7 separate regions of the Mus musculus genome follow, and regions 1, 2, 3, 4, 6 and 7 are each linked to region 5. Evidence: chromatin contacts called from public HiChIP or PLAC-seq and promoter capture Hi-C data. All regions are on one chromosome and are shown on one strand. The core of a region is the stretch at or near the end of the contact, and the rest is flanking DNA. Distances in the headings are between cores, read along the strand shown. Region 1 overlaps Vav3 (vav 3 oncogene). Region 2 overlaps Vav3 (vav 3 oncogene). Region 3 overlaps Vav3 (vav 3 oncogene). Region 4 overlaps Vav3 (vav 3 oncogene). Region 5 holds the start of Slc25a24 (solute carrier family 25 (mitochondrial carrier, phosphate carrier), member 24). Region 6 overlaps Vav3 (vav 3 oncogene). Region 7 holds the start of Stxbp3 (syntaxin binding protein 3).

The links. Promoter capture Hi-C pulls out the DNA fragments that hold promoters and counts their contacts. HiChIP or PLAC-seq counts read pairs in DNA pulled down with a chosen protein or histone mark.
Region 1: a contact with region 5 is called in an H3K4me3 HiChIP or PLAC-seq map of bone marrow-derived macrophages, with 4 times the contacts expected there. The contact joins the enhancer-like site here to the promoter of Slc25a24 in region 5. A contact is called at or near these places in 5 of 39 promoter capture datasets (the C10 cell line, the HPC-7 cell line, embryonic stem cells and 2 more), 1 of 15 datasets of contacts at CTCF or cohesin (the NIH/3T3 cell line), 1 of 484 Hi-C or Micro-C datasets (bone marrow-derived macrophages) and 1 of 115 datasets of contacts at active chromatin or transcription factors (bone marrow-derived macrophages).
Region 2: an H3K4me3 HiChIP or PLAC-seq map of bone marrow-derived macrophages shows a contact between it and region 5, with 4 times the contacts expected there. The contact joins the enhancer-like site here to the promoter of Slc25a24 in region 5. A contact is called at or near these places in 18 of 39 promoter capture datasets (the 3T3-L1 cell line, 3T3-L1-derived adipocytes, the C10 cell line and 13 more), 2 of 15 datasets of contacts at CTCF or cohesin (large pre-B cells and stem cell-derived epiblast-like cells), 12 of 484 Hi-C or Micro-C datasets (LSK cells, bone marrow-derived macrophages, embryonic stem cells and 3 more), 14 of 115 datasets of contacts at active chromatin or transcription factors (the HPC-7 cell line, the NIH/3T3 cell line, bone marrow-derived dendritic cells and 7 more) and 3 of 9 other capture datasets (adipose tissue, embryonic stem cells and liver).
Region 3: an H3K4me3 HiChIP or PLAC-seq map of bone marrow-derived macrophages shows a contact between it and region 5, with 5 times the contacts expected there. The contact joins the enhancer-like site here to the promoter of Slc25a24 in region 5. A contact is called at or near these places in 9 of 39 promoter capture datasets (the C10 cell line, the HPC-7 cell line, cranial neural crest and 5 more), 1 of 484 Hi-C or Micro-C datasets (bone marrow-derived macrophages), 1 of 115 datasets of contacts at active chromatin or transcription factors (bone marrow-derived macrophages) and 2 of 9 other capture datasets (adipose tissue and embryonic stem cells).
Region 4: a contact with region 5 is called in an H3K4me3 HiChIP or PLAC-seq map of bone marrow-derived macrophages, with 5 times the contacts expected there. The contact joins the enhancer-like site here to the promoter of Slc25a24 in region 5. A contact is called at or near these places in 5 of 39 promoter capture datasets (the 3T3-L1 cell line, the HPC-7 cell line, embryonic stem cells and 1 more), 1 of 484 Hi-C or Micro-C datasets (bone marrow-derived macrophages), 2 of 115 datasets of contacts at active chromatin or transcription factors (bone marrow-derived dendritic cells and bone marrow-derived macrophages) and 3 of 9 other capture datasets (adipose tissue, embryonic stem cells and liver).
Region 6: a contact with region 5 is called in an H3K4me3 HiChIP or PLAC-seq map of bone marrow-derived macrophages, with 3 times the contacts expected there. The contact joins the enhancer-like site here to the promoter of Slc25a24 in region 5. A contact is called at or near these places in 13 of 39 promoter capture datasets (the 3T3-L1 cell line, the HPC-7 cell line, HPC-7-derived erythroid cells and 8 more), 2 of 15 datasets of contacts at CTCF or cohesin (large pre-B cells and stem cell-derived epiblast-like cells), 6 of 484 Hi-C or Micro-C datasets (bone marrow-derived macrophages and embryonic stem cells), 8 of 115 datasets of contacts at active chromatin or transcription factors (the NIH/3T3 cell line, bone marrow-derived macrophages, effector CD8 T cells and 3 more) and 3 of 9 other capture datasets (adipose tissue, embryonic stem cells and liver).
Region 7: a promoter capture Hi-C map of the SN4741 cell line shows a contact between it and region 5, with 2.4 times the contacts expected there. The contact joins the promoter of Stxbp3 here to the promoter of Slc25a24 in region 5. A contact is called at or near these places in 9 of 39 promoter capture datasets (the 3T3-L1 cell line, 3T3-L1-derived adipocytes, the SN4741 cell line and 5 more).

Annotation. Positions count from the first base shown.
Region 1 is chr3:109,399,616-109,403,576 of GRCm38.p6, forward strand. The region is part of intron 1 of Vav3 (vav 3 oncogene); the gene reads left to right. Among named protein-coding and RNA genes, the nearest start is that of Vav3, 61 kb to the left of the region's middle. Within about 2 kb of position 1,251, at least 12 of the 459 cell types and tissues checked have an H3K27ac peak or open chromatin away from gene starts, as enhancers often do. A contact at or near this core is called in the HPC-7 cell line and bone marrow-derived macrophages, where this site is marked.
Region 2 is chr3:109,479,295-109,483,173 of GRCm38.p6, forward strand. All of the region lies in intron 2 of Vav3 (vav 3 oncogene), which reads left to right. Among named protein-coding and RNA genes, the nearest start is that of Vav3, 140 kb to the left of the region's middle. Within about 2 kb of position 1,442, at least 10 of the 459 cell types and tissues checked have an H3K27ac peak or open chromatin away from gene starts, as enhancers often do. A contact at or near this core is called in bone marrow-derived macrophages, where this site is marked.
Region 3 is chr3:109,437,043-109,440,902 of GRCm38.p6, forward strand. The region is part of intron 2 of Vav3 (vav 3 oncogene); the gene reads left to right. Among named protein-coding and RNA genes, the nearest start is that of Vav3, 98 kb to the left of the region's middle. Within about 2 kb of position 2,434, at least 18 of the 459 cell types and tissues checked have an H3K27ac peak or open chromatin away from gene starts, as enhancers often do. A contact at or near this core is called in the HPC-7 cell line, bone marrow-derived macrophages, hematopoietic stem and progenitor cells and 1 more, where this site is marked.
Region 4 is chr3:109,417,803-109,422,038 of GRCm38.p6, forward strand. All of the region lies in intron 1 of Vav3 (vav 3 oncogene), which reads left to right. Among named protein-coding and RNA genes, the nearest start is that of Vav3, 79 kb to the left of the region's middle. Within about 2 kb of position 1,714, at least 5 of the 459 cell types and tissues checked have an H3K27ac peak or open chromatin away from gene starts, as enhancers often do. A contact at or near this core is called in adipose tissue and bone marrow-derived macrophages, where this site is marked.
Region 5 is chr3:109,121,386-109,125,728 of GRCm38.p6, forward strand. Slc25a24 (solute carrier family 25 (mitochondrial carrier, phosphate carrier), member 24) reads left to right here and starts at 1,764. Exons shown (of 10, transcript NM_172685.3): 1 at 1,764-2,002. The coding sequence starts at 1,820. Gm19391 (a long non-coding RNA gene) reads right to left here and starts at 1,689. Exons shown (of 2, transcript XR_867568.1): 1 at 1,561-1,689.
Region 6 is chr3:109,505,648-109,509,446 of GRCm38.p6, forward strand. It overlaps Vav3 (vav 3 oncogene), which reads left to right. Exons shown (of 27, transcript NM_020505.2): 7 at 749-817; 8 at 3,137-3,240. Among named protein-coding and RNA genes, the nearest start is that of Vav3, 170 kb to the left of the region's middle. Within about 2 kb of position 2,339, at least 1 of the 459 cell types and tissues checked has an H3K27ac peak or open chromatin away from gene starts, as enhancers often do. A contact at or near this core is called in bone marrow-derived macrophages, where this site is marked.
Region 7 is chr3:108,839,045-108,842,803 of GRCm38.p6, forward strand. Stxbp3 (syntaxin binding protein 3) reads right to left here and starts at 1,458. Exons shown (of 19, transcript NM_011504.1): 1 at 1,376-1,458. The coding sequence starts at 1,424.

The sequences.
Region 1 (3,961 bases), core at 1-2,500, 280 kb after region 5:
AATTGCTTACAAAAGCAGTTACCATATTTAGACAAATGACACAGGATAAAAGATGAGCAAACTTGATGTAAGAATGAAAAAAAATATGGTAACAATTATATCTCTCTGTATTACAGGGATAAAATGCTACTGTACATTCAGTTACCAATTACCCTTTAGACATACTGAGAGCATCACAGAAGAGCAGATCAAATTTTTACTTGACCCCTGGTCTGGCCTCATGTCCCCTAGTGATATTCAAGCTTTAGTAGTTCTTAGAACATTTATGTCTCTGCCTTACCTATTCTGTTTAACCAGTAATGCACAACTGCATGTGCATCTTAGAACAGTGTTACCCTTATTTGCTTTTCTACACCAAGTGTTCTGTAATTACTTGAATATCATAGCTGTTTCTAATGTCCAAATTCAGAAAAATATGTCCCCCAAAGGAATTCAGTGACCTTCTACTGGAACTGCGTGGTGATTCCTGCTGGCAGACTGTGCTATCTGACAGATGTTGAATATTCTTGCGGTGCCTTTGGAAATACCAAATAGCCTTACACTGTCCCCATGACATGTTATGGTGCTCTCTGCTGTTATGGTGCATATTTTCAGAATCGTAGATCAAAGATCATAACTAGTAGGTCATGGGGTATGTGTGGAGAATTGCTTGTTTCCGATGAAATTGTTATCTACAGAGTCTGGGACACAGCAGGTGCCCAGCCTGTTCTAATGATTTTTCTCTGGTCTAGTTGCCAGCTTTTCTATTCACATTTTCCTAGGGTTGTTTGGCCTCTTAAACATTTATAGCCTAATATTCTTTATTCACAGGACATCACATCTTGTTAATGTTTGATTTAAGTTTGTAAGAGGGTGACACAGTTGTTGACTGTGAGTTTCTGGCATAAGGCTGATGTGTTGTTTGAAAGCCTTATTTACATAAAACAATGGGCAAAGATATGCATTTATTAACAATGTAAGTGAGGGAAGAACTTGTGGGCTCTGTTTTCCTGGGAGCTTAATTGCACAACAGCATTGCCAGGAGGAGTTCTATGTTAGATGTGAGTCTGGGTCAGGTATCAGAGACTGCAAAGTCATTATTAGGAGGTTGTAACTTGATGCTGGAGCCGTACCTGTTGCAGGCCATGATGTCATGACATGTCATGATGAAGATAGCTATTTCAGAAGGCCATTTGCAGGAAATGAAGGGAAATACAGTATCAACCACACTGCTTATTTTAGCATTTTTCTGCTTGTGGTTTAGAGGCAAGGAGATTATCTGCATCAGCCTCTTCTCATGGGTTAGGGACTTATCTTGACTCCAGTCCACTGGTGGGACCAGTACAGTGTGTTCCACTCACAGTGTAGGCTTTATAAGGTATAGCATTTCATTTTTAATTCAGAAGAAAAAAATTCTCTCCTCTCTATCTGTTAAACGTTAAAGAATTTGTAGGTAGGACATTGATAGCTTTCAACCATTGCTGCTGACATTTCAGAAGAACGGACAGCCGGCATTACATATGTATGCAGTGGTAGGTATGTGCTGTTGTATAGTGTACTTATAAATACACTATATTAGGTTTTCACTCCACATAGCGTGTTAGTTTCCAGTGGATCACCTAAATGTCATAACTTGTCACCAAGGGATCTTTATTCATGTCTAATTGTTTCAAATTATTAAAATATCTTTATCAATTGTACTTTGCAATGATTCCAGCATTGATTTGAGTTTCTAGAAATGTGCAGGAAGCAGAAGCGATTTTAGTTAGGTGCTGGCTGATCATAAGAAGTATTCTGCAAGTAGTCTGTACTATTGCTTGTTTAGAGGGAAAATATACTCAAAAGACCCAAGGAGAGTCTTGACAAGGTCAAGTTTCAGAAAACTGAGATCACACCAGTCATGATGCAGACAAAAGCCAGACTGTGTTAATTGCACATCTGCTCTGGGAAAACCCAAAGCAGCCAAGTTAGACTTTTGATCTGTCTTCTGGTCATATTTTTACCAGTTATTAGCTTGGCTTTAGGCAAGTTACGTCACCTTTCCTACTATTTATAGCTTACCTAGCACATGGACGCAATGGCTATTTCATAAGATCCGAAGGGGATAATGAAGAAACACTACTAAGAACCTTATTCAACCTCAGTACCTCATATTGCCTTAGAAAGGCCTACGATTGAACTCGCTCTCTCCAGGGGTTAATTGTGGTTGCCTGCTTCTTGCACCTTTCCAGGAATGTGTGTTACTGTGCCTTGGTAACCATGAGAACACACTGTAATGGCATTTATCAAAATGTATTGGGATAATTTCCCATCTCTCTCCTGCAGTATGATGTAAGGTCGTTGAACACAGTGGGCCATACTATTCGTTACTTTGCACAGAACTGGGGAGGCTCTGGAAAATGATGCTTAGTGAGTGAGTTGATTGGATGGCTGATACTGTCTGCTGTCCCAGCTTGCCTTAGGCTCTTTGTATTAGTGTATGTATATGACTATACTTTTGGTACTCTGTAATAAGCTTTTATGTGCTGGGTAAAATAAGATGCCATCAGGATTCATATGTAGAAAACAGTATCTCAGGCAAACAGGTAATCTAGGAAGCTTTTAAAAACCCTCCTTCAGGGAGAACAGCAATTTCAGTCTGCGTGCTCTTCACTTAAAGTCATGAGCATACTTTTATCATCTCCATCATATCCTTGAACTCATACCTGTGGACTTAGTTCATTTGTGTATAGTAGGTTCCTTAAGAGAACTTGTTGCATCCACATTATCTCTTCCTTGGAGACTTAGAGAGTGTTGACAGAGAGCCAGCACACCTTCCTTCTTTAGGCTGAAATGTAGACCTGTTGATATGTTTTGATATGAAGTACTTTTCAAGTATTTAAAACACATTTTAAAATTGAATCCCTGCTCCTCCCCAATTTCTTCTCTCTATATTTTCCACTCCTAACATCATGTATTGTTATTTTTTGCACTGAGTTCATTTTGTGCTGTCCATATACAAATAGGTGTGGGTACCTCCAAAAGGAGCATGATCTGCCTATGAGGGAACACACTCCTAAAGAAAACTAACTCTCCCTTCCCTAATTGCTATCAGCTTTCTATAGCTTCTCAGCTAGGGATGGGACATGGGCACCCCTCCCCCAATGCGGGAACGTTGACTGGCTTGATCTTGTGCAGGTCATGTGCAAACAACCACAAGTCTGTGAGTTCATGATTCCCAGATGGTCATGTTACAAAGATAACATTTTGCCCAGGTCATCCTTGACCTCTAGCTCTTTTATATTCATATACAATGTATATTGTCTTACATGAACAATTTACTTATATATTCTATGAAATATATGTTTTCAATAGATATTTAAAGTGTCAATAAACTTTCAATGTTGAGCAGCATCTGAACCTTTTAGTCCATTAAAATATAATATGCAGAATGCTTTCCTCTTGTCTCTTGGAAACACCAAAGACTGGGAGCTTACTTTTTAAGAGCCATCTTTATGGTAATAATGTGAACATATACTAAGCCACAGGAGACTTATAAAAAGCTCCTTGTTTACATGGCTGGTGCATGGGTCTGGCAATGCTTCACTGGGCTACTGGACATTGTAGAAACTAACTCACTTCATGGAGTTGCTAACAGATACTTTTTTCATGTTACTCTTTTCTCAACTAATGATTTTTGGGAGCTAATGGTTTGTGCGGCACTTGGACAGTGGAGGGGGGGTGGTGGTTAGATCCATACCAAGTAGTTGAAACCACCTTTTATATGAAAACAAACATAGCTATATAATGGACTAGAAGGCAAAATTGACATATGACAAAGAAATAGTGATGCTTCCTCTAATCTCAGCACTTGTGAGAATCAAGAGGTCAAGAGTAAAATGGGGCATAGGAAGTTTGAGCCAGCCTGGACAGTCTGGACAGTTTATCAGGCAAGATAGAAAGTTTAGATGTATATAGACAGGACAACTTCAGACAGCTAGGA
Region 2 (3,879 bases), core at 192-2,691, 360 kb after region 5:
AAAAGAAAATATTAACATTCATATGGAAATCATCTTTCTTAGCGAGGTACTTTGGTTTGAAACGATCATATTGACACCTAGATGCGAAGAGTTGATTTCTGTGGGTTTAAAACAGTTCCTTTTGGGGTGATGAGCACTACAAGTTCAAATCCACTGCCCATCATTACATTTGTGATTATATCAGGGTTGTTGAATCCTCATTCCTGGTTATGGTGGCTCATGTCATTAATTTCATCACTGAGACAGAGTCAGGGGCAAGGGTAGAGGGCAGAGGGGCAGGAGGGAAGGGGGCAGAGACTGAAAGAACTCTGTGAGTTTGAGGCCAGCCTCATCTACATAGCAAATTTCAGGACAGCCCGGTCTATGCAGTGCAACCCTGTCTCAATCAAAACAAGACAAGACAAGACAAGACAAGACAAGACAAGACAAGACAAGACAAGACAAGACAAGACAAGACAGGACAGGACAGGACAAGACCCATTAGGGAGGTTAGCTTCACTTTCTGTGTTTTATTCACAGTTAAAGAATTGATACTTTAAGAGTAAGAACAATTCTACCAAATATTCTGAAGTGTAATTTTGCCCTTATAGGCTGAAGATAATAAGTCTACTAGTGAAAAGTAAGTTCCTACATCAGTTTACACGTTCTTTACGCATGCCAGGCAGCCACCCCAGTGTTTGTTGTGACTTCGTTTTACATTTAGTTCAGTTACCATTCTAAGAAGCTTGAGTATAGAAAAATTAACTGAGGAATGTTGGAAGACTTTTTTTTCTCTCTGATACTTCAGTTTTATTTCTTTCTCTATTTCAGAACCAGATGTTTATTTTTCTCTTGTCTTTTTCATTTTTCTTTCTTTTCTTCTCTTTCTCTCTCTCTTTCTTTCTTTCTTTCTTTCTTTCTTTCTTTCTTTCTTTCTTTCTTTCTTTCTTTGGTTTTCCGACACATGGACTGGACATATAGAATATGAAATAAGGTGACTTGGAAAGAAATTCAGAACTTCTGTAATGGAATGAAGGCACCTTTTTAAGGTGCCATGCTCTAGGAAATGGAGAGGTTGTTCCTGAGTTAGGGCCTCTGTACCTCTGCCTCTCCATCACCTCTCTGCATGGCTCTCTGCCTTTCTGTAGCCTCTTAGTTCTTGGCTTCTGATCAAATTTCATTTAAATGACAACAAAAAGAAAGGTTGAAAACTATTTACTTGCTTATAACAATACAAACATATTTTTGCATTTCTCATTAAAATATTTTGCTGAATACAAATTTAATATGCAATTACCAACAACATGTTCATATAAATAATATAAATGTCAAGCTAGGCATGATAGGATTCTGTCTCAAAAGTACAGCAACAACCAAACAAGACATCAAGGAACAGGAACAAAAGTGAGATTGCATAGCAGTGTCCCTTACTAGAGAGTTGCTGTTGCTAGTGTGTCACTATGTGCAATGTTTGAATATCCTGTTTATTGGAGCAGCAGGCAGCCCTGGGCTGGGAATCAGGAGGGAAGCCAGGGAGATGGAGCCCTCAGCCTTGTCATCTCTGAGCATGTTCTTCCTTATTTATGTTTGTTTCCTCCTCTGCAAGCAGCAGGAAGGCCAAAGTCCTTCTTGGACATTTTTTTTAGAAGGCAGGACCTAGGGTAAATGCTGGGGAGACGAATCAGCAGTTAAGCGTGCTTGCTGCTTTTCCTGAAGGTCTGAGTTTCAGTCCCTTAACCCACACTGAGTAGTTCACAACAGTCTGTAACAACAATAGAGGAGATAGATGTGATGTCTCTGCTTACCTCAGTGCACACCCATGTATACACGGCATATCCACACATAGATATGCACATAAACCAAAAATAAGAATTGAGTCTTAAAGCATAAACTGACTTATGACTTCCCCCTCCATAGAGGTGTTCCATATCATTGTGTTCTCTCCAGAGTTTTCATTAGGCTGTGAAAAAAATGACACTGTTCCAAGACCTGCTGTGGCTTAGAGATTCACCAAGCTCTAATGAGCACAAGGGGATCTACTCCACCTGTTTCATTTTCGTTGAAGGAGACTTTCCAGTGAGTTGCTCTGAAATAAAGTTCCAGAAGATTATTAATGATGTATCATGGAGCAAAAGAGGAAACAGATATTTTAGCATCTGAGATGTTAAAAAGAAAACTAAGAACTTAAAAAAAAATTGTGTTTGTCTTCATGACATCATTATTATTCCCTGAGGAATAATAATGATAATTAAGGTAAAAATTAGAGGGTAACCAAAGAGTCAAAATAACTAAATTGAACTATTTTTAAATGTTCTTCATTTTCAAAACAGAGATAAGGTCTTATTATATATAGGGGGTGGCCTTGAGCTTGTGACAACGCCTCTCCCAGAGTTTCCTGGGTAGCATGCTTACAGGAGTGTGTGTGTGTGTGTGTGTGTGTGTGTGTGTGTGTGTTTGTGTGTGTGTGTGTGTGAGTGTGTGTATGTGTGTGTGAGAGTATGTTTGAGTGTGTGTGAATGTTTGTGAGTGGGGTGTGAGTGTGTGTGCCATTGTGCCTTTTTATTAAAACTTTATCAATGCCTGTTATATAAGGTGCTCCAATGCAGATATTTAATCCTTCTGTTGGTCCCAAACAATTATACATTTTAAAAAGGCAGTTGGAGCCCAGAAAGTTGGTGGCCATGATGCATTGAGACAATCTTGTATTTAAACATTGTGGCAGAAAAATCTTGAACATTTCTATCATAATATAAGCCTCTGTACTCACATAAACCAGTATACAGGATATGGATACATATGGATGCCCAAGCACACTCCCCAGTTCATGTCTTGCTTTAAAAAGAGCAGACTCCTTAAAACTCACCACTGGTGAGACTGTGCCCTGTCGGCCCACTGGTGAGACCTGAAGCTGTGGCCGCTTTGCTTTGTGTGGTACAGTTGAAGTTAGAAACCTGTAACTTTTCGTAGGACTCATCTCCCTGGAGGTTCATTTACTAGGGGTGTGTTCTTCAGTGTGGTGATGCTGAGGCGGTAGAACCTTGAGGAAGCGGGGCTGATGTGAAGCAGTTAGGTCATTGGGGATGCTCCTGTGGAAGGCTTCGTGTGGTCTGCTAGAGTGAGTTCTCTGGTTAGTCAGTTGTTAGTAGGTGAGGCTATCCCATGTCCTGGACCTCTATTCACTGCTGGTTTATTGGCCATCCACTGCCACGTGTTAGAGCCAAGGGAGCCCTCACCAGAGGCCCAGGAGTCAAGGTTGCCTGTTGTTGGACTTCAGCTTCCAAGGCTGTTTTGTAATACCCTTCCCCCTTTACCCTCTTTCCACTCCCTCTCCTTTGTTGTCTCCCAGGATGGTCTTGAACTCATAGGCTCCTTCTGTCTTAGCCTCCCAGGAGCTGGGCTATAGGTGTCCACATTTGTAGTAAAACTCTCTACCTTTTGAAGTATCCAGCTTCAGGCATCTTACTAGGGTGACAAGTCTGATTATATAAGTCCCATTATCTGAAGCCACCAGTTGTTAGAGAAGAGGGTCTGAGGCCACTAGTCCCATAACACAGCAAGGCTGCAGCCAGGATCCAGAGCTCTGCAGATTGTGTGATATTTTGAGGCAGTCATGTTGGCAAATAACAAATTACCCAATTATTGAGTTTTTGTTCTATATTCAACAATGAGAATTACAATATTATGGGATGAGTTAGAAGTCCTGTAAGGATCAAGTGGGGCAGGGATTTGATGGGGTTTGGTGTGTCTTTCACTTCTTCCTTTCTTAATCAACACAATTTATTTATTCTTTACTAGAACTCCCCCTCCCCTCTACTCTTCAATATTCAACTCAGAAAGTCCCTTTTGCCACATCACCAGGACATTAGGATCTAAACCATGCACATTACCTGGAGACTGTGT
Region 3 (3,860 bases), core at 1,184-3,683, 320 kb after region 5:
GGGATGGTTACTTAGAGGCTGATTAGAAGGTTTAGGATCACTCACAGATGCAGCTATAACAACAGCAGGTGTCTTGACAAGTGTTCTTTTTGAATAGGGGGTCCATTTGGCTTTCTTCTCTCCTCCTACTCTGAAAATGTTACTATCCATTGTTCTGCAGTGACAGGTAGTCAAGGTCTTTGGCTCTTAAGTTGCTGAGCTGAGGAATCAAAACAAATGAGAGATAAACAAACAAGATCATCACAAAGTTGCAGAGGTGAATACGACTGAGGGAGTAAACCAAAGGAAAGGCTGAACAACTGAAGGAAGCCTGCCAGGCAGAGGGGAAGGAAAGGCTCTGAAATAAATGCTAAGACCTGAGAGAAGAGAAGGAAAAGAGTATTGCTCTTATTACTGCACTTCCAATTTACCTATTCAATAAATCCCCCAGGAAATTTCAATTAGATTCTGATTCTGATTCAGTAGTCCCCTGGAGTCCCCTGGAGTCCCCTGGAGCAAAGCTAGTTCTCCAAATTGACCTCAGTTTTTTTGTTTTGTTTTGTTTTTTGTTTTTTGTGTGTGTGTTTTTTTTTCCAATCCTAAACTATCTTCGGATGGGCAAGCAGCCACTTCTTGGCAAGGGCATATTGGCATTCTGCATGGACTGCTTTGCTTTGGTGGCTTGTTGGTTATGTAATTCTCTTCCAGAGTGCCCATGCTTCAACTTTTCTGTTTCACCTGGGGCTGCTTCACCTTCAGGGGTTGTGGCAGTCTTAGAACTTTAAGCTCCCAGAAGGCATAAAGACATCTCCTGTGCCCATACTTGGGAGAGAGAAAGGTATTCCAAAGAGGGAAGGAACAAATGTAGGATGTCTCTTTGATACTGTACCTCCTGTTAGCCCACCCACTGAGAATGTCCTTTGCAGAACTGGAAATGTGGTTTGAGGGTTTAAGTGTGACTTTTACTTTTAAGTTCTTCCATTGAATAAATAGCAAATCTTTTGGATAGATTTTTAAAAAATATTCTATTGAATTTCAAATATCCATGGTTTTGTGTGTCAACTTGACACAAGTTAAGAGTCATCAGAGAGAATGGAGTCTTAGTTAAGGAAATGCCTCCATGAAATCTAGCTGCAAGGCAGTTTTTTAAAAAAATTGATGATTAATGGGGACAGTCTCTGCTCATTGTGGGAGGTGCCTTCCCTGAGCAGGTGGTCCTGAGTTCCATAAGAAAGCAGGCTGAGGAAGCCAGGGGAAGCAAGGCAGGAAACAGCACCCCTCCATGGCCTCTGCATCAGCTCTTGCCTTCAGGTTCCTGCCCTGTTTGAGTTCCTGTCCTGACTTCCTTTGGTGAAGAACAGCAATGTGGAAATGTAAGCCAAATGGACCTTTTTTCCCAACTTGCATTTTGTTCATGGTGTTTTGTCTCAGCAATAGAAGCCCTAACTAAGATACTGTGTACTCAGAAATCTGTTTGTTGGTATATGTCTCGTGTAACAGCAGTATACTGAACTACATGTTTATAAATACATGCATACACATAACTTGTGATTCCTAACTTACGTGTACTCATCAAAAAACCAATAGCTGGACATTGTATTTCTTGTTCTTTGATGACTTGAGTTTCACTGTGGCTCTTGGTTGTTCTTGTGTAGTGTATGCTCTCTTGAAGAGGCCTTTAGGACAGAGCTGCTTTTTGGTTTCTTTTCAAGAAATGCATTGCATCACACAGGATATAAGTATTGAAACAAATGAATATGGTATAGCATGCTCAGTGCTACGCTAAGCAACAGAAAAGGTTCTCTGAGTAGGAACACAGGGGTAGGGGATCTGCTGCCCCATCTCCCATATGATGAAGGAATAGTCCTTGAGTGGTACCCTTTTACTGAGTCTATAAAGGGCAGGAAGGATGCTGGTACTGACCAAAAGGAATAACCTTATTTTATGTCCTTTGTAGTCATTTTCTTTCCCCACAACAGCCTTATTATGTTAGCATTATCCCCACTTTATGACTGAGGAGTATGATGGTCAGAAATATAAAACTCATAGCTAGGGGGCATTGGAACAAGAAGCTGAGACACTGTATATCTGATCTCAGAGATGTTAATCATGTACTGCCTTATTTCCAAGCAAAAGTGAAAGGCTACCTCTGATTAGAGGGAATGTCCTACAGAAAGGAACAGAAAAGGGATCCATCCCCTTAAAATGTTGTAGTATCACAGATTATCCTTGCCGATCAAGCATAAGATATAGCTAAATGAGCTAGGTCTTGAGGTCCAGCAGAAATTGAGCAAATGGGTAAGACTCAGGGCCTTTTGGGTGTGCACCGTGGGGTTTGATGAGCGCTTTTAGCAGGTGTGAGCTGTAATTCGTGATCTCCATGCTGGAGTCAAGCACTGTGTCAGTGAGAGGAGGCTGTGGGAAGCTGTGGTCACACCAGCAGCAGGAAGAACCGGTATGAAGATGAGGAACTGTGGTAGAAAAACAGTGCAGAGCTTTGAGAGCGAAGACACGAGTCATGCATGGCTAGAGAGCTTCTGGGTGATTAGGAATCGATTGTGATCAGAGAAATGGAGTCAGAAGAGGGAAGGGTCACTCCTAGATGACTGGAGAGGAGCAGGGCTTAGGGAAGGGGAAACAGTGGGGCAGGAACAGGTGCACCTGACAGCAGCTTAAAATTGATGGGGGACACCAAGGGCATTTGCATTCACTTACTGTAAATATATTCAGCAACCCAATAGATATTTTCCTTTAGCAGATTTTAAGTAAAAGTTCCCATTTTAAACTTTTCTGTAGACTGATGTTTTTATTTTTACTTTCTTATTTAGTATTCGGCAGGAGCTTGGGTCCCTGTAGTGTACTTAGAAATATTGGTCTTATTTCTTTTCAAGTGACTTGCTTTTTCTATGATCAGAGTGGGTGAAGGAATATTTGTCAGTATTTGCAAGGCTGTAGCAAGCCTTCACATTCTTACTGTGAGCCTCCCTCCTGCTGCACTGACCGTATTCCATCTCAGCTGTGCTGAGAGATCTTTGACCCCATCACACTGATTTACAGCTAAGCTGCAGCTTATCCAAGTTACACAGGACATTTGGTGAGTCTAATACGTTATTGCATATGATGGGTGACCAATTCACAAGGATAATTGGTGAACTCCAGGCAAATGGCTCTCAGTAGCTGGTCTCTTGCCAGCAGCAACCATGCAGAGCTCTAAGCTTTGAGTCCTTTGGCTGTGATGCCCACGTGCATGTTTTCTATATCCACTCATCTCTTAAAGACATATTTGCATCTACAGGAGTGTAGCGGTGATGGCGGGGATAGAAATGTACAGATGTCCTTGCCTGCTGGGGATCAATACAGGAGGCGTGTTCCAGGATGAAGCGTGTACCCGACAACTTCAGGCAACAGTGCTGGGCAGCCTCTGCAGATGTGTGGAGTCTTGATGAGGGGAGGCTGTTGAGTCACTTGTTTTCCACCCAAAGCACCTGCATCTTTGTAGGGATCCATTGTTGATTACAGAGCCTTGTCTAGCTCACCTCAGTGCTAGTTAGAATGCCCTTTCAGCATGAGCCACCCTGACAAATCAAGACAGTGTGTGAGGAGCAAAGAAAGGACTTGTCAGTTCATGGTGAAGTCAGAAACTGTTAGGATAGAATTGATGTATTACAGTCTAGAGTAGTGCCCATGGACGTGTGAGTGCCTGTGTGCATGCATGCATGTGTGCATCTATGTGAGTGTGTGTGTGTGTGTGTGTGTGTGTGTGTGTGTGTGTGTGTACACAGATGATTTTATCAGAACTGTGGTAGGTGATTCTGGATATAGGTTTTTCCTTGCTACCCTTGGCCTGTTTTTCTGTGAAGAGAGAATATGGATAATAATTG
Region 4 (4,236 bases), core at 464-2,963, 300 kb after region 5:
AATGCAATCCCCATCAAAATTTCAGCTCAATTTTTCACTGAGTAAGAAAGAGAAATTTGCAAATTCATCTGGAATAACAAAAAACCTAGGATAGCAAAAACTCTTCTCAAGGATAAAAGAACCTCTGTTGGAGTCACCATGCCTGACCTAAAGCTGTACTACAGAGCAATTGTGATTAAAAAAAACACTGCATGGTACTGGTACAGCGACCAACAGTTAGATCAATGGAATAGAATTGAAGACCCAGAAATGAACCCACACACCTATGGTCACTTGATCTTTGACAAAGGAGCTAAATCCATCCAGAGGGAAAAAGCCAGCATTTTCAACAAATGGTGCTGGCACAACTGGCAGTTATCCTGTAGAAGAATTCAAATTTATCCACTCTTATCTCCTTGTACAAAGCCCAAGTCTAAGTGGATCAAGGAACTCCACATAAAACCAGAGACACTGAAACTTATAGAGGAGAAAGTGGAGAAAAGCCTCAAAGATATGGGCACAGGGGAAAATTCCTGAACAGAACAGCATTGGCTTGTGCTGTAAGATTGAGAATTAACAAATGGGACCTCATAAAATTGCAAAGCTTTTGTAAGGCAAAAGACACTGTCAATAAGACAAAAAGGCCACCAACAGATTGGGAAAGGATCTTCACCAATCCTAAATCAGATAGGGGACTAATATCCAATATACACAAATAACTCAAGAATCTGGACTCCAGAAAATCAAATAACCCTATTAAAAATGAGGTACAGAGCTAAACAAAGAATTTTCTTTTTCTTTTCTTTTTTTCTTTTTTTCCTTCCTTCCTTCCTTCCTTCCTTCCTTCCTTCCTTCCTTCCTTCCTTCCTTCCTTCCTTTCTTTCTTTCTTTCTTTCTGAGACAGTGTTTCTCTGTATAGCCCTGGGTGTCCTGGAACTCACTTTGTAGACCAGGCTGGCCTCGAACTCATAAATCTGCCTGCCTCTGCCTCCCAAGTGCTGGCATTAAAGGCATGCACCACCACCGCCCGGCTAAGAATTTTCAACTGAGGAATACCAAATGTCTGAGAAGCACCTGAAAAATGTTCAACATCCTTAATCATCAGGGAAATGCAAATCAAAACAACCCTGAGATTCCACCTCACACCAGTCAGAATTGCTAAGATCAAAAATTCAGGTGACAGCAGATGCTGTTGAGGATGTGGTGAAAGAGGAACACTCCTCCATTGCTGTTGGGATTGCAAGCTGGTACAACCACTCTGGAAATCAGTCTGGTGGTTCCTCAGAAAATTTAACATAGTACTACTGGAGGATCCTGCAATACCTCTCCTGGGCATATACCCAGAAGATATTCCAACTTGTAATAAGAACACAAGCTCCACTATGTTCATAATAGCCTTATTTATAATAGCCATAAGCTGGAAAGAACCCAGCTGTCCTTCAACAGAAGAATGGATACAGAAAATGTAGTACATTTACAGAATGGAGTACTAAGCAGCTATTAAAAACAATGAATTTATGATATTCTTAGGCAAATGGATGGATCTGAGGATATCATCCTGAGTGAGGTAACCCAATCACAAAAGAAGTCACTTGATATGCACTCACTGATAAGTGGATATTAGCTCAGAAAGTTAGAATACCCAAGATACAATTCACAAAACACATGAAACTCAAGAAGAAGGAAGTCCAAAGTGTGGATAATTTGTTCCTCCTATGACTGGGCACAAAATACCCATGGAAGGAGTTACATAGACAATGTGTGGAGCTGAGACGGAATGAAGGACCATCAAGAGACTGCCCTACCCAGGGATCCATCCCATAAACAGCCACCAAACCCAAACACTACTGCATATGCCAGCAAGATTTTGCTGACAGCACCTTGATGTAGCTATCTCTTTTGAGGCTATGCCCCTGCTTGGCAAATACAGAAGTGGATGCTCACAGTCACCTATTGGATGGAACACAGGGCCCCCAATGGAGGAGGTAAAGAAATTACTCAAGTAGTTGAAGGGGTCTGCAACCCTATAGGAGGAACAACAATATGAACTAACCAGTAACCCCAGAGCTCATATCTCTAGCTGCATATGTAGCAGAGAATGGCCTTGTGGAACATCAATGAGAGGAGAGGCCCTTGGCCTTGCGAAGATTATATGCCCCAGTACAGGGGAATGCCAGGGCCAGGAAGTGGGAGTGGGTGGGCTGGCGAGCATGGAATGGCGAGGGTATAGGGAACTTTTGGGATAGCATTTGAAATGTAAATGAATAAAATATCTAATAAAATTGTTTTTGAAAAAAATTAAAAATAAATTGCTTTGGAAACCACTGGAGTAGATCTTAGCTTGGGTGAAAACGTTATAAAAAGAGATTGAGGTTGGAATGGTAGAAATTTGAATAGCTAATAGGCATTAATTGCTAATTCTCTTTAAAATCAAGTCTGAAAATAATATGAGAAGTGGTTTTTTTATGTGTCCTGATGTTATTGGTACACAGGGGAACATTCTAACCTCTAAGAGACACATGCTGAGTGATTTAGGAGGGAATACCCCTGTCTGCACCCTCCTTTTCACAGCACAGACAGAATGTTTTTTGCGGTAACGGCCATGCACACGAAAGCACACACAGAGCTGTTGTGAGTGTGGAATAGGTGGAAGTACACGGTGTAGGTATATTATTCTTTCAGCCTTTGTGCTGGATTTCTTAAACTGGAAACTGAATAGAATCAAAGGAGTGAATACGTGAAGGAGCAGGGTGTCTGGTGGGCTCAGCTGTGTTTGGGACCTCCATAATGATGCCACAGCCCCCTTCCTCTGTCCCTCCACTCTGCTCCTGTTTTTGCCCACAGCAGAACACTTGGGAGTCCAGAGTGCATGCAGAGCCTAGTGCTTTCAGCCAAATTTTGAAGCACTATGAAGATCTCCCAGGAGTATTACTAGAAACGCTTAAAGCAGAGCCTTTTAGCTTTTCCAGTATCTATGATATTGCAGGCATTCAAAAACAGTTGGCTAAAACCAGGTATTAAACAGAGTAATCAGGCTAGTGAATTGCTGGAAAAGCAAGAGCACACGAGTGACTTTGTTGGGATCCAGCAAACACTTGTGGATCGGAATAGAATTGAACTTGCGAAGGTTAAGGAAGGTTAATATTGGCTCCAGTAAATTCAAAGCCTGATTTTCAGGCTTCGTGACTGTTTTCAACTGTTTCGACTTTGAATGATGCTTCTTGCCTTTCTGACTTCATGATCAAAGCGTTTTGGTAGAGACCTGCTGCAAGTTTTTCCTACACATGGGGAAAATGTGGGTTTGGTGAGACATCTTCAGAGGGTGGTATTTGCAACTGTGCTTTGTTCCTTGGTGAGCTATGAGTCTCTCCTCACTTAATTATGTTAAAAAATACTGCAAGAGAGCAATTGCATAATCCCCCAGAGAGTAATTATTGCCTGTCTTGGCAGAATGCAAGGCTTTTAATCTGTAAATAAGTGATTCTGTGTGGAGGAGCAACATGCAGAGTGATGCTGTGTAGTAAAGGTCTCATGAATCTTTAAAGTGACAGCAGTCGCTGCATCCCCTGATTGGCTGCTGTTTGCCTTTCAAAGCCTTTACGATGCTTCCCTTGTGGTTTTAACCCCTCCTGAAATATTTAAGCCTCCAAATGCTTCCTGTAAAGGGTAAAACTCAAGTTAAGTCCATGACGAATCTGGATGCAGAAAAAGCAAGAGGAGATTTTCCAAGTTTATAAATACTAAAAACCAAAACAAGATGCAATATTGACAGTCAGTGCTTTGGAAACACATGAAAACAAAGAAGCAATAATTACTCACTTATCAATATAGTACTCACATATTGGAGATTAAGTTTTTGTTGTTTTGTTTTGAGATGGTCTCAGGTAGCTCAGGCTAACCCTGAGCTCACTGCATAGCTGAGGATAACCCTGAACTCCTGATACTCCTATTTCCCATGTGAGTTGGGATTATAGGGTCACACCGGCCACCAGGAGATTAAGTTCACGAAGTTATTCTGGAATGATTGACATGTAATAAACTACATTTATTGGATGCTCACAGTCAGCTATTGGATGGAACACAGGGCCCCCCATGGAGGAGCTAGAGAAAGTACCCAAGGAGCTGAAGGGGTCTGCAACCCTATAGGTGGAACAACAATATGAACTAACCAGTAACCCCAGAGCTTGTGTCTCTAGCTGCATTTGTAGCAGAAGATGAACTAGTCTGCCATCATTGTAAGAGAGGCCCCTTGGTCTA
Region 5 (4,343 bases), core at 514-3,013:
TTAGGCTGAACCCTAGACTTGTCCTTCCTGACCACAATAAATCAAGTAAAACTAAGTATGAACCCAGGTTTTCTGTGTGGCCTTTGTGGGAGCCCTTGGTTGTGGGCCTGACGAATGGACACAGGAAGGGAAGCCCTTTCATGGAGATGATTGGGGTCCGTGAGCATTTTCTTCTCCCATGCAGACAATTTTCTACGGTTGTTATCTCTGTGTTGGCCATCCTTCACCGTCACAGCAAATACTGGAGATAATGTTTATAAACAGGGAAAGGTTCACCTGGGCTGGTTTCAGAGGTTCCAGCCCATGGTTACATGACCTCATTGCTTGTAGGCCACTGCTGGGGGGGTGTGACCGCAACACTGGGGAGCACAGGGTGGAATAAAACCACTCACCTCATACGCTGCCTTCTGCCCTTTAATATCACCCCCCGAAAAAAAACCCTTCTGACTCTTGCAGCACATAACTCCCGATATGTTTCTGTCACTATATAGCTCTGCTCTTTTCAGAACTTCCTAGCATGCGATTGCTTTCAGAGCTGAGAGGCAGCTCCTAGTTCGAACACAGCACAGGTTGTTCCACTGAGGAACCTTTATTTCTGGGTTGGCAAGCGTCCTCAACATCAGCCATCTCCAGAGATGGCCTTAGAAGCCATTTTCCAGGAGAGCCAACAAAGACTGGTGGCGTCTGAGAGCCTTTCCAGAGGAAGGGGCTAATTTCCAAGACTATGGCTTGGAAGCAATAGAGGCCCAGAAACTGGTTACTGGCAGCCTTTATCTGCAGACTCTATTTATACACAGTATATTTTAATGTACAGAGTGGTAAGGAAGGAGGGAAATTCAAGTCCTCCACTTTGGAAGAAACAAGTGGTTTTAGTGTTCGTTTTAAATACCCGGACACAACAGGACATAACCACAGATTCTGCTAAGCAGCAGTGATTGAATTGAGACTATTCCAGAGAAGGACATTTCACTTGATGGCAAAGCAGCTGTTCATATTCTCATTTTACTGACGGGAGGCTATCCAGGGAAGCTACGTTAGGTCTTTGGAATTACACAGCCGAAGGAGCAGGTATCGAAGTCTCTGTAGTCCCAGCGTTTCTCCCGTTATCCCAGAAACTGTGTCTCACCTGAACTATAAATGGCAAACCTCAGGACCACACCTGTCTCGAAGGAAAGAAGCTGGGGTTTCTTTGTGTGCTGTGGGAAGGTACCCACTGTGTTCCATCTTCTCTCCTTTCTCTATGCCCTCTTGGGTGGCTGATGCTCCTCTCAGAAAAAGGCCTCTAGCAGGCCCCTTTCCTCTCCCTTTGGTCTGATAGCCATTTTCACTTTTGACTCTCTGTCCCAGATACCCACCTACTGCTGTCTTTCTGATGAACTCTGCACTTCTCCAAGTCTTCCAGCCCAACGGGGCTTTGAGGTTGAGCAACCTGCTCATCAAACTACCCCCAAACCCAAGCTTTAATAAATCTGTTGGCGAAGTTTGTGCCTTTGGGCAGAGCAGAAACCCTCCTTGCATTCCCCCCTTCATCCCCCCCTCCCCCCCAGCACCCTATCCTACCTGGTTCTGGAGTCAGGAAGCTGGCCCATCCCCTCCTAGTCGCCAGCGCAGGCCTGGGCCAGCTCCGCCCAGAGCAGCAGCTGGGCGACCACACCCTGTGCGGAGCTCAGTTCCTGCGAGCCAGAAGCCTCGCCCCCCTCCCCCCCCCCCCCCCCCCCCCCCCCGACGACGATCCAGACAACCCGCGGCCGCCGCCCCACCCCACAGGCCTCCGCACTCGGATCGCGCCCCACCAGCTCACGGTGACTTCCCCGGGACCATGCTGCGCTGGCTGCGGGCCTTTGTGCTGCCCACCGCCGCCTGCCACGACGCGGAGCCGCCCACACGCTACGAAACGCTCTTCCGGGCGCTGGACCGCAATGGGGACGGCGTGGTGGACATCGGAGAGCTGCAGCAGGGGCTGCAAAGCCTGGGCATCCCGCTGGGCCAGGACGCGGAGGAGGTGGGTCGCTGTAGGGTGTTGGGGTGGCCGCAGGCGCCACACAGCCAGGTCCTGGGAGGGCGGTGGCCTGAGGCCAGGCAAGGAGGAGGAACTATGCCCGCCAACCCGCTGAAAGAGCTCCAAGGAGTTGGATCTGGAAGGCGGCGGGTGTATTCCCAGATAAATTAATGTTGCACACTTAAAACTGTCAACACTTTTTGTTCTGAGAGCATCTCTGGTTCTTGGCTCACTTGTCCCGTCCTTTGCAAACTTTTCATGACCTGCTGTCAGACTTTAGTGAGTCCCAACTTTAAGTAACTTTGTTACAGCTAGAGTTTATTGTTTCAAAAAGGAGTTAAAACCGGCCTTGCTCCCAACTGCTGGGTGAGGTAGAAAGGCCACATTCCGTTTTTATGACGTTCAAAGTTAGTCCCCTGGGTGCACGCATTGATCTGAAGGGTTGACCTGTTGCAAAGCAATTGGACTTTCTCTGAGTCATATGAATTGTGGCCCTGACATCCAGGCTCCTTGGCAGGGTGGGGACACTAGATCTGGAACTTGTCCAGCCCGCTGTCTTACAAGAGGACGCTGGCTTTTCTATCTTAAGAGGAAGGTGCTTGAGTTACTGAGTGGGCCACAACTGTTCTGTACCTATATTTAAAACTCCTCTTTCAGTCACTGTCAATGCCATTAATAGAGGAGTCTTCACTTTAGTTTGTCCTCTTGGTAAGTTACAACTTTATTTTTTGGAAGCTGCCAGTTTTGCCCAAGGCATTATTCTATATAACTTTACAGAACTTCTGTGTCTGCAGGGGTCCCTCTTTCTTCCTTATCTCAGTTCTTCCCCCATCTTCACTCTGGCCATAGGTTTGCCTATTCGATGCACTTTCTGAAAGAACCAAGTTCGAGTGTGGCTCTTCTACTTGCTCCGGGCTGACTCATTTCCTCCCATTTCTTGAATCAAAGGCCTGCCTAGCTACTTTTGAGTGATAGCATCTCTTCAGCCACCCTGTGGCTGCATCTCAGAGGCATGTTTCGGTTATTAGTTGTTTTTATTATTCTAATCACTTCCAGGTGTTTTCTAATCACTGACATGATGTCTTTGACTTATGTATCATTCTAAGTGTGCTTTAGGTTTCCCAATACATTTTTGTTCTTTGAAAATATGAATAAATTAGACAACGCATCCGGGGCATGCCTCCAATCCCAGGACTCTGAGAGTTGAGACTGGAGAATTGTTGCTAGTTACAGGTCAGCTTGGGCTCTGTCCTCTCCTTATCTAAGTCAAACTGGAGTGAACTGAAACAAAGAGCAACAGCAGACCTCAAGGTCCCCAGCCCCACAATAACAACAACCCTATAATAACAACAATCCCACAATAACAACAAACCCCACAGAGTCAGGAGGAACTTTCTGTAATTAAAAACATTCTGTAATTAAAAAAATTATTACACATAAATTATGTAAAAACCTATAAGCATATAAATATTTAGAACATGGCAACTCATATTTGTCACTAATAAATGAATATATTTTGCACACACACATATGTATTATATTATATTAATTTTGTTCAGATGTGTAGTGTCACTATTGGTGGTCATGCCTCATGTGGTCAACTATCCCCAGCAGTAACACATTCTTCTACAGAAGGTTAGTAATGCTTATTTTTCAACTATAAGAGTTTTTGTACTTTTTCCTTTACATTTGTAGTAGTTTAGGAAAATGAATGAATACACATTACTTTTACAATTAAGGGAAAGTTTTGACCTTCGGTCACCTCGTCTGTGGTATGTCTTCCTAGACTGTCTTTCAGAGATGAGCTGACTGCATGCAGCTGTGAGTGGCTCCCTTACCTCACGTGTCACTACTGTTACAATTCTTGAGTGATATTACTTATTTAATCATTATACCCTCCAATAAGATCAGCTCCCAATACTGGTGATTCTGCCTCACTCGTTGGACCAACGTGATACTAAAGGATTTAGGGCTAGCACGTGAAATACACTGATGCAGCAGTGACCTGTCTAGTAATAATAATAATAATAATAATAATAATAATAATAATAATAATAATACAAATTGAACTTTGTATCACTTGTGTTTCTTTGTATCACTTGTGTTTCTTTTACACACATATTTATTTATTTGTGCATATGGGTGTGTGCACACATGCGTGCTTGGGGGCCATCGTGTGTGTGGCAGTCAGAGGAAAACTCACACAGTCACTTCTGTCCTTTTACACGTGAGTACCAGGATGGAGCTCAGGCCTTGGTGGCAAGTGCCGTTACCCTCTGAGTTGTCCTGTAGGCCACAGTTGTTAGTGCTTCTGTTTTCATTGTAAGTAGGACAAGCTAGCCAA
Region 6 (3,799 bases), core at 1,089-3,588, 380 kb after region 5:
ACAGATACTGAGATTGCTTACAATGAAAGAGAGGTACAGGTTTGGTGTTGAAGCCTCAAGTAGTGAGTGGAAATGGTGTGCAAAGTATGTGAGTAGATGATATGCCTCAAGCACCTTGGAGAATCAGAGGGATACTCTACATGAGTCCTCAAATACATCTTCAGAACATCACTACGGCTTACCTCCTTGGCAACAGTGTCCTTTGCAACTTTTAGAAGCATTTTGTTTTATAATTTAAATGTTCTAGCTTGAGTATACACACACACACACACACACACACACACACACACTCACATCTGTATACATGTGAGTGGAGGCTTGAAGTGACATTAGGTGTCTTCCTCTATTATTTTGCATTTCCTTTATTGAGGGAGGGTATCTCACTGAAGCCAGAGATAACCAATTGCATGTAGTCTAGCTGTGTTCTTGCTCCAAGAATCTGAGACTGCTTTCCAAGGGCTGGGATTATAAGTGGCTGTTGTACCTGCCAAGCTTTTTCCTGGGTTATGGGGCTCTGAATGGAAATATTCATGCTTGTGTGGCAAGTGCTTTGGCCATCTCTTCAGACCATATTTATGTGTTTATAGGTGTCCAATGCAAAGTTTTTAATGTAGAGAAAGTAATATCTAATATTTATGTTTTAATGCTAATAAATAACTCTTTTAATAAAAATGCTGGTTGATAAAATCATTACATAGATTAGGCAGTCATGTTTAATTGAAGTGACTTTTCTCTTCTCCCCTGGTAGTATTTCATGGCACCATTGAAAAGATTTCTGACGGCGGCGGAATTTGATTCAGTATTTATTAACATTCCTGTAAGTAAAGGTGTGGCAGGTCAAGTGTGTTTCTAGAAAGTCTTCACGTTTTTAATGCGCTCCTGATGCTTACTTTACCACTGTCTTTGGGTTTTCTATGATTTTTATTTATTTATTTTTGCTTCCTAAGTTATCATATCCTTGCTCATATCTTTAACTCAAGGTCATTAAGAATACATGTGAAGGGCTGGAGAGATGACTTAGCAGTTAAGAGCACTGACTGCTCTTCCAGAGGTCCTGGATTCAATTCCCAGCAACCACATGGTGGCTCACAACCATCTGTAATGGGGATCCGATGCCCTCTTCTGGTGTGTCTGAAGACAGCAACAATTTACTTACATACATAAAATAAATAAACAAACAAACAAACGAACAAATAAGTCTTTAGAAAAAAGGAATACATGTGCAGAAATGAATACCTAAGATTCGTGTATTAGCTATGCCTGGTTATACTATAACTGCTCTCAATTAAGTAATTGTGATGTCACTGCCTGTCTGGCTCAGCCCCTGGAATGTCATTTACCTCTCTCAATTCCTCTGTCATGGCCTCTGCCCATTGGCAGTTAGATCAATGGCCTCTGGTTGTGCCAACCTTAACTTACATTTTGGATTCACAATTTCCTCTCCTCTTCCTCTTCTTCCTTTTCCTCTTCTTCTTCTTCCTCCTCTTTCTCCTCCTCCTTCTTTTACTTCCCTGTCTGCCTCCTCTTCATTCTTATTGTTTTATAACTGAAAGAAAATATTCACAATAGCAACTGGAGACAACACTAAAAACCCAAACCTGCACATTTTAGGAAGTAGGAACCCTGAAATCCCGTAGTATGCTGATAAATTCACCTTATTTGATAACCCCTACTTCTTATGGCTTTAATCCAGTAAAATACTAGAGATGACATATTCATCTTCAAATTTCAGCCTACAATGAACAAGCTTTCTGTCACGTTTCTGTGTGCTCCAAGGTACATAAGAAGAGATAATAGAGAATTAGTACCTCGATTAAAATATCCTCATCCCCCTCTGTGACACACACTCCCTGGCTGCTGAAAATGACTTGCTTGCCAGAATAAAAAATGAAATTCAGACTTTTGGAGTTGCTACCATAAACCTTCTAGCACAATTGATGCGGTACATATTTGTGTCATTGGTTGTCTGGTTTTAAGTAATTTGGTCTGATTGCTGTTAGCTTAGCACCAGGATGCCGTTAATTGACCCAAGTACAGATCTGCATCTCTGTGTCCCAAGGACACAACTCATTACTTTAGTCCATCAATAAAACAGTAAGTGTGTGATTAGTTTTATTTATAAAATTTGCAGTGATTATAAGATTAAACGGCTGTGGGTTTTTTTTTTATTCACAGAATAAATTAACCTACAGTAGTAAGTAGGATAATTTCTGTTTTCACTGGGCACAGATACTTCTAGTCCTATCTGAAATTGCTATTTCCCATGTCCATATCTTTCTCCTGCCTCTGCTGCTTCCTCTTCTTTTGCTTCCTCCTCTCTTGCTTTCTCTTCTCCTCTCCTTTCTCCCCACCCCCATCCTTCTCCTCTCGGAGTGACAAGTCTGACCACAGTGGGAGCTATGCTTGTGGGGTGTGCTTTTGCTTCCCACTGTTCTTTTCCTCCATTAATTTATTTATTCACTTTACAACCCATTCACTGCCCTCCCATCCTACTTCCCCCATCACACTGTCCCTCCCACCATGCATCTCTCCCCTTCTCTTCTGAGAGGGTGGAGGACCACTCCCTCCTCCCCGGGTATCCCCTCACCTTGGTACATCAAGTCTCTGTAGGGTTAGGTGCATCCTCTTCCAGCCCAGTTAGAGGAACAGGATAGGCAACAGCTTTAGAGACAGCACCTGCTTCAGTTGTTGGGAGACCCACATGAAGACCAAGTTGCACATCTGCTACATACATATCTGCAGGAAGCCTAAGTCCAGCCTGTGTATGCTTTTTGATTGGTGGTTCAGTTTCTAAGAGAGAGAGGCCCAAGCATCCAGGTAGTTGACTCTGTTGGTGTTTCTGTGGATTTCATATCCCCTTTGGTTCTTTCAATCCTTCCTGCAACTCTTTTATAAGACTCCCAAGCTCTGTTCACTGTTTGCCATCTGTTTCAGTAGACTGCTGGTGGAGCCTCTCAGTCAGTTATGCTAGGCTCCTGTCTGAAAGCATAATGGAATATCATTAATAGTGTCAGGGTTTGGTGCGTACCCATGGCATGAGTCTCAGGTTGGGCCAGTTATTCGTTGTCCAGTCCAACAAAACAGTCTCTGTTCCATTTTGTCCCTGCTTTTCTTTCACAATGTTTTCTTTTCTAAGGACCTTGTAAAAGTTCATCGGAGCTTAATGCAAGAGATTCATGATTCCATTGTAAATAAAGATGACCAGAACTTGTATCAAGTTTTTATTAACTACAAGGAAAGGTAATTTTTACATTTAAACATATGTAGGTATTGATTTCTAAAAGTAGAAATATGTATTTCGTTTGTTTATTAAAATAGGCCAGACAGAAATTTGAACATAGCACAGTTCATGAAAGTAATTTGAGCTTTGTATGTTAATAATGATAATAATAATAATAGACTGGAGAGATGTCCGGGAGTTCAGAGTGCTGGCTACTCTTGTAGAAGTTCATTTTCCAGTACTCACATGCCAGCTTACAACTATCTTTACCTCTAAGTGCAGGTGATCTATGGCTTCTAGGGACCTAATATATATGTAGTTTGTATTTATTATATATATACATGTAAACAAATACTTATACATGAAAAATAAAAGTTTTAAATGCATATGAAATATAGCAGTTAGATTTTTTGCATGGCAGTGCTCCAGACCAATATGAGACACATATATAAACACACTCAAATGCACATATATATCCACACATACAAACACAGACACAGATAGACACAAATGCACACATATACATAAATAGAGACACAAACACACATAACATAAGCACAATGCAAATACACAATGCAA
Region 7 (3,759 bases), core at 208-2,707, 280 kb before region 5:
CTATCTATATTCTACTCTCCATGTGGTGAGCCTGGTGTTACCCTAAGTTAACAAGAACAGGGAAAGCCTGTTATCTTCATGCTATTGATACTGGCGTTACTAGCATAACGGTATCTTTTTCTCATAAGCCCTGATATAAGGTGCCATTATAACTCAGAAGTAATTTCTTCAGCACAATTTGTCACCCACTTTCGTATGAGAGTCAATATAGACAATCTGCCTAAGTCAGTGCTTTCCTTACATCACGTGGGTCCCTGGGGATGCAATTCGTGTCCTTGGGCTTGACAGCAAGCACCTTTACCCACTCAGCCACCTTGCAGGCCCCCAGAAAGGATAAATTTGAAAATAATAAATATGAAAGGATAATTTTGTATTTCACAAAGTCTACTTATCTATTTAGTACCTTCTATATGGTAAACACCATGCCTGTACTGTTTTGGATTTTAATTTTATACAAGGAATTCTTGAAGGCAGAATTCTGTTGGCTAATTCCTATTCTGTTCCTTGTTCCCCAAGTCGGAGTAAGAAACACTAATAAGACGTTATTCCTTTTCTACTACTAGACTATAATTACTTAGAACCCAGAGATGCCAAACAAGGAAGGTCCTTCCGGTTTGCTGCTTTCATTGCTCTTCTAACCTGGCAGACCTAGGTTTGGTGTCATTTTAATAAAAGTCATTAAAGTTGGTCGAACCAACAAGAAGACCAATTGTAACACAAGGAGCAGACTATGCAGGGACCGGATACTAGATAAAACTTTAACAGTCCGCTGTTGCTTTCTCAAGAACTCTTTTTTTTTTTTTTTAAAGCAAGTCATATTCTCTTGGAACAGTGGCAGAAGGCGCTCTTGAAAAGCTACGCCTGCACTTTTTAAAGGACAAGACACTGAAAAGGATGGTAGTAAAAACCCTCGGTGCTAACATGAATATGGGACACCAAGCGGCTTCTGAAAACACGGGGACGAGGGCGGGACAGAGTAGTAACACAGAGCTCAGACTGTGTCGGATGGAGAGACGTCCGTGCCTGGTGTGGCGAGGGGGGTGCAATGGGAAGAGCTGTCCCGGGACAGCACAGGGACTTGGGAGGGAAAGTCGGCCCGAGTCAGGTCGCCCAAGGGTGGGGCTTTGCGGAAGAACCTCACCGGGGTGAGAGTTGGCCAAAGCCGCGGAGAAGGCCGCGTCTGGCCACCCCGCCCATCCCTGGTGCTGGCACGAAACCCGACTCTGGGCAAGCCGGAAGGAGTCAAGCCAGGGACTTGGTCCCAAAGCAACAAGTGCCCATGCAGCTCCCAGAGAGGCTGCAGAGCTGCAGCGGGAAAGAAGACCCCCGTACAGCCGACCCTTCCCGGCCTCATCCCTGACCCCTCCGCACTCACTCCGCCACACGACGCTCTTCAGTCCCCGCTCCGATACCGGCGGCGCCATCTTCCCCCAGCCGTGGAGCTACAGCCACCGCCTCCCACTCGCAACCTACTTTGGCCCTGAAAGCTGCGCTCGGGGGCGGGCCCTTCCCCTCGCGGTGGGGAGGCTCCGCCCCCTCCGCGGGCCGCGCCCTCAGGTGACGTCACGCGCATCAACTAGGGCGTGTCCCGCCTGTGCCTGGACTGCGGCTGCGTAGTGTGGTCAGACTTCTGTGCACTGTCTGGCGCCCCCTAGCGGAAGCCTACTATAACCCATATCTCAGTGTCCAATTTGGCATCAGAAAGCAAATATGTGAACTAACACAATTTATACAATTATGAATTTATACATACCGGGTCTTTTTTATTTTACATTTATCTGTGTGTATGTATGCATGTGTGCATACCAAGGCTCGCAGGTGAAGGTCAGAAGACCTCATCTTCCACAGTGTGGGTCTTGGGATGGAACCTAAGTTGTCAAGACACATCCTGCCATCCCCAATACGGAGACTTTATGCTTTACAAAATAATGTTTCATTCAGCAAAGCAATTCAAACTATACTGTTCAGAAGCCTGTTCAACCGCCATATGGGAAGTCTATCCCTCTCAACTTCATTTTAATAATTTTTGAAGATCATTGATTATTTAAGCTGTAAGGTAACCACCAGTGTTCCCAGAACTGTGATAGAGTTTCAGAAAAGTCTAAGAAATGAGAGACCCTCTTATTCCTATGAAGAATTTTACATTTTAAGTTATAGAGCACGATTCCTAGAATTGTTAATTCCACAAGGCAGGAGTAAGACCACTACCATAATTTTAGAGCTAAAATTGAAGCAAGCTTTATTATATCCAGGAGCACCAGAGACCTGGCCAATTAGGGGTTAGAGAGAGAAGTGCTGAGAGTCCCTTTTAAGGAGCAAAATAACAAGTAGTTGCAAAACAGTGTTACAGAAGCAAGACAACAGGGCAGTTGGGAAGTATAGGAAAATTTCAAAAGGACAAAAACCAAGTACTTAGTGATAAGGGAGGGTCAAAGTGTTCTCAAAAACAAGTCATGGTCACAGGGTGGTGCAGGGCAGGTTCCAAGAAACAGAAACTTAAAAACAGAAACTCAACTCTTACAATAAACGAAACTTTGTGTTTAACAATACAACAAAATGTCTCCTACCTTAAAAATGGAGTCAGGCAGGTTTCTCATTCTCCCCTTGACCTTTGTGTCCTTCTCAAATCCTTGATAGGGGACTGTCTTTAATAATGTTGTCAAGTGGCAATGATTCTAGCCTTGTTTGGTGGATGCAGGGCCCAATTATGGTAGCCAGTAGAAACATTAGCAGGCCAAAGAAGGGGAGAGCCATCTTAGCCATGTTGTCGGTCAACATTTGTTTGAAAGATTTTGTTTATTTATTTCTCCATCAATACTTGTCAATAGTATGAGAAGAATCAGAGATACTAAAACAGCACATTTCGGTAAATTGCTGACAACCAAGATTACATTTAAGTAACAGGTAAGAGGGATCTTTTCTGACACAGAGTTTCCTTGTTGACTATCTATCTGGTGGTAGATGGAGCCAGAGGTTATACCCCAAACTATTAGTTACACACAGGGTTCCTTTGGGTATGCTAAGTTCAATCGAGGTGATTGATGAGTCTTCCTTTCTGCTTCTTATTTTAGCACACCTGTGATTTCCACTATTAGACCCCTTTAGAGAATATTTGATTATGCTAAAGTCTGTATTATTACTTTGGGATTGGTCAGTTAGAATAGGTCATCTCTAGAATCCTCCATCCATGGTGGATAAAAGCAATCGTTTTCATAACAAGACAGTATCAGGGTGTTCCCTATAATAGGATTGCCTTTATTTCCCCCTTCAAGATGCGTTTAGATTCTGTTTGCAAAGCTTGAAAATAAGACGGCAAAACCGTTAGCCATAGGACAATCATGGTATAGATTCCAACAGCAAGATCACAACATTTAAAGTTATGTTAGATGGTCAAACCTTAGAAAGTTTGATTTCTTTTTAAAGATTTACTTATTTCATTTATATGAGTACTCTATAGCTGTCTTCAGACACACTAGAAGAGGACATCAAATCCCATTACAGATGGTTGTGAGCCACCATGTGGTTGCTGGGAATTGAACTCAGGACCTTTGGAAGAGCAGTCAGTGCTCTTAACCACTGAACCATCTCTCCAGTCCAAATGTTTGATTTTTTTTTTTGTTTTGTTTTTCGAGACAGGGTTTCTCTGTATAGCCCTGGCTGTCCTGGAACTCACTTTGTAGACCAGGCTGACCTCGAACTCAGAAATCCGCCTGCCTCTGCCTCCCGAGTGCTGGGATTAAAGGCGTGCGCCACCACGCT